Linked DNA regions of Mus musculus: region 2 is linked to region 1. Evidence: chromatin contacts called from public promoter capture Hi-C data. All regions are on one chromosome and are shown on one strand. Each heading gives the region's core, a stretch centred on a gene start, on an enhancer-like site or on the middle of the called end of the contact. The rest is flanking DNA. Distances are from core to core; before and after follow the strand shown. Region 1 holds the start of Slc35a1 (solute carrier family 35 (CMP-sialic acid transporter), member 1). Region 2 overlaps Mob3b (MOB kinase activator 3B).

Region 1 (4,646 bases), core at 517-3,016:
GCCTGGTACTTGCTATGTAGAGCAAGCTGACCTTGATACAGTTCTGCATGCCTCTGCCTCCTAAGTGCTGGGATTAATAGGCATAAGCCATATCATGGTGTTTTGTTTTGTTTTGTTTAAGACACCCATAATGAAAAGGTCTGCAAATGTAATTCTTGAAAATAATTACTAATCAAAGTAGAAAAGTCTAAGTTTGGATACTATAAAACATAGATGACTTTGGTCTGTAATACCACTTTAGAAGCACATTTCAACTTTTAAAACCAATCCTTGTAACCATGATTTCCACTTACATTTCAGTTTACCATAAGATCAAAACATTTCTTCTACAATTCTTCATTTTCCAGGATGAAACTTCATTGATTAGGAATGTCAACGTTCCCAGGTAATATAAATATTCATGGTACGCAGCTACTTTAAACTATCCTAAGAATTCAAATCATATCACGCCATTAACTAGAAACCTGGCCCACTGATCATCCAGCACCCCCTTTGTGGAGAATCTGTTACCTTCCACGGCATTTGTTTCTGGGTGGAGAATATCCCCCAGAAGAGTCAGTCTGGAGTTATCCTTTTGTTTTCCAGTTACATTTTAGGGGGACTATTACTGTCATACCTGAAAGCTTGGACATAGCAGGAAGTAGCAGGTGAGTAATCGTTAAGATGACTCTATGTAAGGAGGTATAGAAACTGTATTTCATTAGGATAAAAAAGTGCAACACACCCAAATGTAACAACGTATGTGCTGGCAAGAAGTCTAAATCTGTAAACAACCCTTGCGGGTACCGATCTGCCTGCTGCATCTTTTAAGTGTTCATTTGTCAATCGCCCTACTTTTCCTATTACCCTCTTCCCGGATGCTACAGGACTTATCTGATATGGGACAATCCACCACCACAGAAAACTTACATGGCGCCTGATGTTAAATGTCAAATCCCCTCCCCCAAAGATAAATAATTTCACATCCACGCAAAAGGATATTCTTTAAATGCTTGTCCAACATTTATTTAGACTTAAAGCCAGTGCTCATTGGGGAAATGGTGAAAAAACAAAAACAAACAAACAAAATTAAAAAAAAAAAAAAAAGCGACGTTGTCGCCAGGCATGAGGGCACAGACCACTAATCCCAGCGCTTGTAAAACTGAGGCAGGAAAATCTCCCCGAGTTTGAAGCCAACGTGGGCTATAGAATGAGACCATGTAGTGTTGGTTCCTGCTTTAAAAATAAATAAATACAAAATCGTCACCGCCTTTTGGCCTGTCCTAGCCACAGTGCTATAGAATAAAACCTCAGCCTTGGGGCCAGCTTACGTAAAACCTGAAAGGACAGCCACCACAGCCCTGGCCAGACGGCTCGCCATCGGGAGGAGCAGCGCGCGCCCTCAAGCCCAGGGCTCCGAACCACAGCCTCGCTCCAGGCAGGGACCTGGCCGGCGCCCGGGCGGCTCACTGCACCGGTGTGCGGGTGCAGCCCGCTGCCGCTCCCTGCAGGGAGGGCTCGGCCCCCAGAGCCGGCCCGGCCAGCACACCCCGGGCCGCCGTTCCCTAGCGACCGCCCGCAGCCCGGCCTCACCTCTCGCCGGAGCCATGGTGCCGAGAGAGTCTGCGGAACTGACGCCCCTGCGGCCATAGAGACGCACCGGCCTAGAGAGCCCGCCGCACCACACGCGCGAGGAGGAAGCGGGGGCTACGGCGGAAGCCGCGCGGCGTGCGGAGCGACAAGTCTGGGAGACTCGGTCCTGCGGGGGCTCGGAAAACCGCAGCTTCCGGTCGACCGAGGGGGGGCGGAGTCAAGGTGGCCGAGCGTTTCCTTCTAGAGACCAGCCCCTCCGAGAGGATGGGCCCCGCAAGAAGGATTCTGAAATGCTCTCGATTATTCCTTTGTGTGAAGACCGTTAGAGAGGCTCCGAGAACTCGGACTTTTATAACTTTCAACTCCATCACGGCCTTCCATGGTTACCTCTTGGATAAATTTAGTATATATTACATACTGCTCGGAAGTACTGTGTCTGTCTTCATCATCCTTACTGTCACTGTCTAGCTTAACTTGGTAACTTCAGGCAGCAAAAAGACCTCAGAAAAATTAGATTGTATTAACAGGCACTTCAACCGCTCTAATGGTTACTGTGACTAGAGGATGTTATTAGAAAATAACCCCGGGTGGAACAACATTATGAACTAACCAGTACCCCGGAGCTCTTGACTCTAGCTGCATATGTATCAAAAGATGGCCTAATCGGCCATCACTGGAAAGAGAGGCCCATTGGACACGTAAACTTTATATGCCCCAGTACAGGGGAACGCCAGGGCCAAAAAGGGGGAGTGGGTGGGTAGGGGAGTGGGGGTGGGTGGGTATGGGGGACTTTTGGTATAGCATTGGAAATGTAAATGAGCTAAATACCTAATAAAAAATGGAAAAGGAAAAAAAAAAAACTATACCTCTAAAAAGTTGGAATTCTCAGGACCTGAAAACCCAACTGCTTATGAGCCAAATAAGGCCGCAGAGTGGGAAGTGGGAAGCGCTTAAGCCACAGCGGGCTCTGAGGCAGACAACAGAGCATAAAAGGATCAAGCTGGAATGCCAGCCAGTCTTATCAGACATTCTGATTTTTTTCAATGAGCCCAAAATTCAAATATAAATATCAATTCTCTGGCTTTTAAAAGGCAGCATATGAATGTAGGCTTCACTTGTTCCAGATAGCAAGGCTCATGATATAGAAATCTGTTATCACTAAATAGCAATGAAGCAGAGCGTTGTGTTTCAGAGTGTCAGGGCTTAACATTTTGTAGGGTTTTAGAAGCAGCCTCTATTCCAGTGATAAGCATACTACTATCTAGCTGGCATTGCAATGTCAATCTTAATGCTGTAAACTTTGTCTAAAATATAAAACAAATACGCGGACAGAGTTTTACTTGTCAATTTTAATAAAACGAAAAATGTACTACAGAAACTGCTTTTAGATTTGCATAACAGTCAGGCAGGATACGGTGCCCTAGTGCACAGTCACACAACCAGTGACTGTGCCAGCCCCGCAAATGAGCTTTATACACGCACAGCACTTTAAACCCTCCATCCGTGCCACTAAGGAGCAGCTTCCTGTAAACGTCCATCTCTAGGTTTCGTCCACCGCTCTGGTTAAGTTCACCTTCACCCCATAGGTTGTTTTGCTTTGTCCCCCACGAAGGCCAGCTATGAAAATCTGGGGCCTGGGCACTCGGCTGCTGCCTTCTCTCTTGGACTGGGTGCTAGCCTCTTTCAAAGGGTACACCTGTGAGGTGTTATCTCTTCTCATGTGGCTAAGGTCAGTCTGGACGGAGTGAGTAATTTTCTGGCGCAAATTAGCCTAGGTAGAAAGAGAACATAGGGAATAATGTTTCTCTAAAAAAATGTAAAAAATCAGGCATTTAGTTAATGTTTGCCTATTAACTTTCCATTTCACAAATAAATAATGCATTTTTCTATGATGGTGAGGATGGATGATGACAGGGAGGCTGAGGGTGGGGAGGAGGGTGGGGAGGAGGGGGAGGAGGAGGATGTGTATGGTATGATTGCAGGCATGTGCATGCCGTGGTGTGAATGTGGAAGAGAGAGGAAAACCCCTGGTATTAATTCTCTCCTTTTATGGCAGGTTCTGGGGAGTGAACTTATCAGCTTGCATGGCAAAAATTAATCAAGAACAGAATAAACTTAAGAATCCTTTACAAAGTGGGAAAACCTGTGACATGCTGAGACTGAGCTGAAGAGAAATGCACACGACTGGGTTGCGACGGTCCAATATGAGAAAGTGACGATTTATAGTGGGTTTTTAGAATGAGCGTCACACTATGCTGACAATATGAAAATCTGTTTCCAGCTTACTCGTTTTTCATCTTGCTTACTTCTGTTCATGGATAACTGGAAAACATGAGACTAGACAGATTGCACAGGCTAGTAACCATGGAGGATGGGGACTAGATGCCATAACTCCGTGGTCTCAAGGCGACTACCTCGTGGAAAGCCCTAAATTCATCCTCAGCCCCACAAAGAAAGCAGAGGAGATAAGAAATAATAACAATTTGGAAAGGGTAAGAAAAGCATAAAGTGAAGGAGAGCAGACCTAAGTAATTCAGAATTTGAACCATCATAGATCCAAATCTCTACATTCATAAGACTATGTCATTTCATTATTTTTGATAGAATAATTTTATTATTCCAAGAGACTTGTTACGTAAACAAATATTTTTGTGCTGGGATTAGAACTTGGGGTCTCACACATGCTATATGTAAGTGCTCTGCCACTGGCTCGTAGCCCTCAACAAGACCCAACAAGTTATCAGATTGTCCCCTATAAGATGCAATGAAGGACGCGCTCCCTTGGGAAGCTTCACTGCGCAGTGAGAGCAGTAAGATTCTGTGTGTCCGAGCCGTTGCCTTCACACCTTGCTGTCCCCACCACGCCTGGCGCTTTTCTGCCCAGTCTTATTTAAATACCCATCTTCTTTCTGTTCAACCCACCAAGATTAAAAGACCTGCTTTAACACACTTCAAGTTCTTAAAAAAAATTCTAAATACTATTCCCCCTCTGAGTGAAAGCCAAAGGTTGGTTGAGGTGGAGTTCTCCATGTGTATCTTTGCTACTGCATAAGCCAGGCCACCTTCCGGGAAGT
Region 2 (4,555 bases), core at 348-2,847, 450 kb after region 1:
TGATGGCCGACTAGGCCATCTTTTGATGCATATGCAGCTAGAGACAAGAGCTCCGGGGTACTGGTTAGTTCATATTGTTGTTCCACCTATAGGGTTGCAGTTCCCTTTAGCTCCTTGGGTAATATCTCTAGCTCCTGCATTGGGGGCCGTGTGACCCATCCAATAGCTGACTGTGATCATCCACTTCTGTATTTGCTAGGCCCCGGCATAGTCTCACAAGAGAGAGCTATATCTGGGTCCTTTCAGCAAAATCTTGCTAGTGTGTGCAATGGTGTCAGCGTTTGGAAGCTGATTATGGGATGGATTCCTGCATATGGCAATCACTAGATGGTCCATCTTTTTGTCACAGCTCCAAATTTTGTCTCTGTAACTCCTTCCATGGGTGTTTTGTTCCCATTTCTAGGATGGGGTAAAGTGTCCACACTTTGGTCTTCCTTCTTCTTGAATTTCATGCGTTTAGCAAGTTGTATCTTATATCTTGGGTATCCTAAGTTTCTGGGCTAATATCCACTTATCAGTGAGTACATATTGTTCGAGTTCCTTTGTGATTGGGTTACCTCACTCAGGATGATGATAGCCCAATCTTATGGAATCATTTTCTCAATTGAGGTTCCCTCCTCTCAGATGACTACAGCTGTGTCAGAGTGACATAAAAACCATACAGTTCACCACTCCTGCCTCTCTTTCTGACTATGGCTGCTGGACATCAAACCCCAAGCCTTGTGCATGAGCTACGTGACCATGAAGTCTGCATTTTTCCTTTTTCTTCTCTCTCTCTCTCTCTCTCTCTCCCTCTCTCTCTCTCTCTCTCCTTTCTCTCTTTCTCCTTTCTTGTTAGTAACTTTATTATGATTATTTTTAAACTGACAAAATAAAGTATGTTTTTATCATTTATATCTTGAATGTACATGTACACACACACAGTGTAGTTACCTAACCTATATATGGGCTGTATTATAGAGAAAGCAAATGATAGTACTCTTACTTTGTTTTTCAATTCAAATCGATTCCTTATAATGAAAGCATACCCCCTCCTCTATTTCTTTCTTTCTTCCTGATTTGCATATTTTTTTTGTGTGTGGCAAGGTAATCCTTTATGATGACTTGTTTAGACTAGAGTCTTTTATTTACATAGTATTTTTTCTCCTTTCGAGAAAAGGAGATGCACCCCACTAGAATGTTACCTGTGCCCAACAACTCCAATTATCCCCAGATGTGCTTTTCCAAAACTGTACCGGGGCGTCTACAGTGTGCCCCTCAGGCCACCCCAAGCCTGAACCGATTCCCGACCCTGTCCACGCGTGTTGACTGCAGGCATTGGTAGAGGTGGGCTAACAGTTCAGTCTCCCTCTCTCATGCAGGTGACTACATTTCCTGAAGTCCTTGCACTTAGCTGTAAGTTCCAGCCCAGGGGATATGACTGGCAGTGATACACCGTCTGAGTCTAACCTCGTCTAGCCCTGCCTCCCACACTCCTCAACCCACGCTGTGTTTTCCCTTGGCTTGACAAGCAAAACTTGTGTAAGATGACAGAGCCACGAGACAGAGTGGCTCTGCATCTGATCACTACGTGGAGGAAAGCCAGCTGCAACTCAGTTCCTTGCTTAAAAACTCACACAAGCTACAACTGCTACTACAGGGTCTGAACCATTCTTCCCGTCAGTGTGGTTTTTGTTAGTGGTGGTTTGTTTGGTTGGTTGTTGGTTGGTTTCACTTTTTATTATAGTAGCTAGTAATGGAGCCTAGGGGTTCTGCAGACTGTCATAAGATTTTATATAAAAGTAATCACCGTGCCAAGCCAGATCCCTGCATGTAAAAATAAGCTCTAAGATGTAGGTTTTACCGTAGACTACGTTTTACTTATTTATTTATAAGTGCGTTTACTTTCACTTTATGCTTATGAATGTTTTGCTCATACGTTGGTATGAGCACCAGGTAAATGCCTGGTGCCCCTGAACATCAGAAGCGGGAGTTGGATGCCCGGGGAGTGGAGTTACAGATGGCTGTGAGCCACCATCACGTGGGTGCTGGCAACTGAATGGGAGTCCTCTGCAAGAATAGGTATTTTTACCACTGAGACATCTCCAGCTCCTGTAGACTAGGTTTTGTTTCACTTAGCCTATACAATATACCAAAAGCTTAGGAAAAGGAAACCAAAAAAAAAAAACTCGTTTAAAAAAATATGGAAATATCATTCAGCCGATGTCTCTATGACTCAAGGGAAGCTGCCACAGTTTAACTTCAGGGAAATGGTGGTCCTGCCAAACCCCGCTGAGTAGCTGTTCCATGAGCGCATAGTGTGAGTTACAGGCTTACTTAGAGGCATTTCTGAGGTTTTCTTTGACAATCAAATTGGAGAAAATTGATGTCGTTAGATAGACTCATTTATATTTAATAGCAAATAAGGACCGTTTTCCTTTAAGACTTTTTATTTATTTATTTATTATTATTATTTTTTTTTTTTTCGAGACAGGGTTTCTCTGTATAGTCCTGGCTGTCCTGGAACTCACCCTGTAGACCAGGCTGGCCTCGAACTCAGAAACCCGACTGCCTCTGCCTCCCGAGTGCTGGGATTAAAGGCGTGTGCCACCACACCCGGCTTCCTTTAAGACTTTTGCTTACTTAGTTTGTGTGGATGCTTGCCTCCTTGTTTGTCTGTGCACCACACGTATGTATGCTTGGGGCCTGAGGAGGCTAGAAGAGGGCAGTGGATCTCCTGGAACTGGAGGTAGAGATGTACAGCTGTGAGACTGCATGTGGGTAAGAAGAATTGAACCTGTATCCTCTGGAAGAGCAACCAGGGCTCTTTTTTTTTTCCATTTTTTATTAGGTATTTAGCTCATTTACATTTCCAATGCTATACCAAAAGTCCCCCATACCCACCCACCCCCACTCCCCTACATACCCACTCCCCCTTTTTGGCCCTGACGTTCCCCTGTACTAGGGCATACAGAGTTTACGTGTCCAATGCAACCAGGGCTCTTAACTGCTGGACTATCGCTCCAGCCCAGTATCATGTTTTTAACCAATTATGTGACTTCTTAATTTTGTGATTACATTCTACTATAATTTGACCGTAGACTTAATTACAGCTGAAACACCTCGTTTAAATGTTAAAATATACAAGAACGTACATTTGCTTTGTCTATACTTAAGAACTACAACCAAGGGTTTAATATCAAGAGCGTAAGTTAAGCCTGAAGTCAAACATGAAGAAATTTAAGTCCCAATACTAACCTAAGGTCAATTAAATAACTAATTTATAATAATGCCTAAGGTATTAGGCATCAAATGTAACTTAAGATCACCCAGTTAAAGACCTAATGCTACATAAAAGTACTTTTCTGACTACTGAAAAGCAGTCACGCTGATTGGTCACCATAGGAATCATAGCTATGTATGGCCCTTCTGGAAACCCTTCTTGGTGATCACAGAAGTTGCTTGGACCAAAGACATGAGCAGCAGCTTACTGAAAACATGCCTCAGGGCTCCCTTACCACCATTGCTCCTACCCTTTTCTTTTCAGGACCCCTGGGAGCTCACCTGACTCCCACATCTGTTCAGTTTAGCCTCTTCTCTTCCACATCTGCTCACAAATATCCCCATACGGCCCCTTAAATTATCTCTCTAAAATTGCTTTCCACTCTATACCTGTAGCTCTTTTGCTCAAAATTCCTTCCATGTATTTTCATCAGTCTTATGGTAACAACATGAACAGTGTTTGGCCTGTCACACCCCACACAACAGCAACCATCCTGGTACCTGCTCCAGTTCCTTCCTCCCCCCAACCCATCTTCTCTCCTTAGTTTAAATATCCCAACTTCTTTCCCTGATGCATTTAAGCTTCATGTCCTTGCCCCAAATACTTTCCTTCCAGCTCTTTTCCATGGCTAGCATGTTTCTCTTTGGGTCTCGGATTACCCCTCGCTTCACCCAGTTATCCTCTTACCCTGCTTATTTCATTCATAAAACTTATAAAACTGTATAATAAAATCCCGGGTATGTGAGATAATGTGAGTCTTCAGCCAGCACCCTTTCCCCTTCAACGCCTTGATCGGAAACATCATACCGCACAGAAGATAGATGGAGAGATGAGCTGTGTCTGCAATACACATTTTCAGCCTTGATGACCTAGCACAGGAGACAATCCACGAGAAACCATATCACCATATTTGACAATGACTGTCACTGCCCTGTCCTGCTGAACAGGGAAAACCCAATTGTATAATGGGAATGGCATGTCACCTGGGAACGGAAAACCATCTGAAGCCATTCATATGATCCTTTGTACACTGAGGTTTCCTTTTTTTTTTTCTTTTTTTCTGAGTTTTACTCTTAACAACAACAAAAATACAAACTTGGCAATCCCGAGATGTGTGTCAAAATTGAATTAGATATAGTGTTTGGAGACGTGAAGCTGTACCGGCTTTGAACGTGAAGTCATCAAACTTGTAAAGAGACTCTGAGAGAGAGAAAAAGAGATTGATCGAGAAATTATTGCACACTGGAACTTCCTTGGAAGACAGTCTTCACATCAAATCCAGGATGGAAGTCC

Evidence for each region. Promoter capture Hi-C pulls out the DNA fragments that hold promoters and counts their contacts.
Region 2: a contact with region 1 is called in a promoter capture Hi-C map of pre-B cells, with 2.1 times the contacts expected there. The contact joins the enhancer-like site here to the promoter of Slc35a1 in region 1. A contact is called at or near these places in 4 of 39 promoter capture datasets (the C10 cell line, embryonic stem cells, pre-B cells and 1 more) and 1 of 9 other capture datasets (liver).

The regions. Positions count from the first base shown.
Region 1 is chr4:34,685,672-34,690,317 of GRCm38.p6, forward strand. Slc35a1 (solute carrier family 35 (CMP-sialic acid transporter), member 1) reads right to left here and starts at 1,767. Exons shown (of 8, transcript NM_011895.3): 1 at 1,573-1,767. The coding sequence starts at 1,588. Cfap206 (cilia and flagella associated protein 206) reads right to left here. Exons shown (of 13, transcript NM_001347062.1): 13 at 2,903-3,343. The coding sequence ends at 3,113.
Region 2 is chr4:35,138,979-35,143,533 of GRCm38.p6, forward strand. All of the region lies in intron 1 of Mob3b (MOB kinase activator 3B), which reads right to left. Among named protein-coding and RNA genes, the nearest start is that of Ifnk, 11 kb to the right of the region's middle. Within about 2 kb of position 1,598, at least 66 of the 459 cell types and tissues checked have an H3K27ac peak or open chromatin away from gene starts, as enhancers often do. A contact at or near this core is called in pre-B cells, where this site is marked.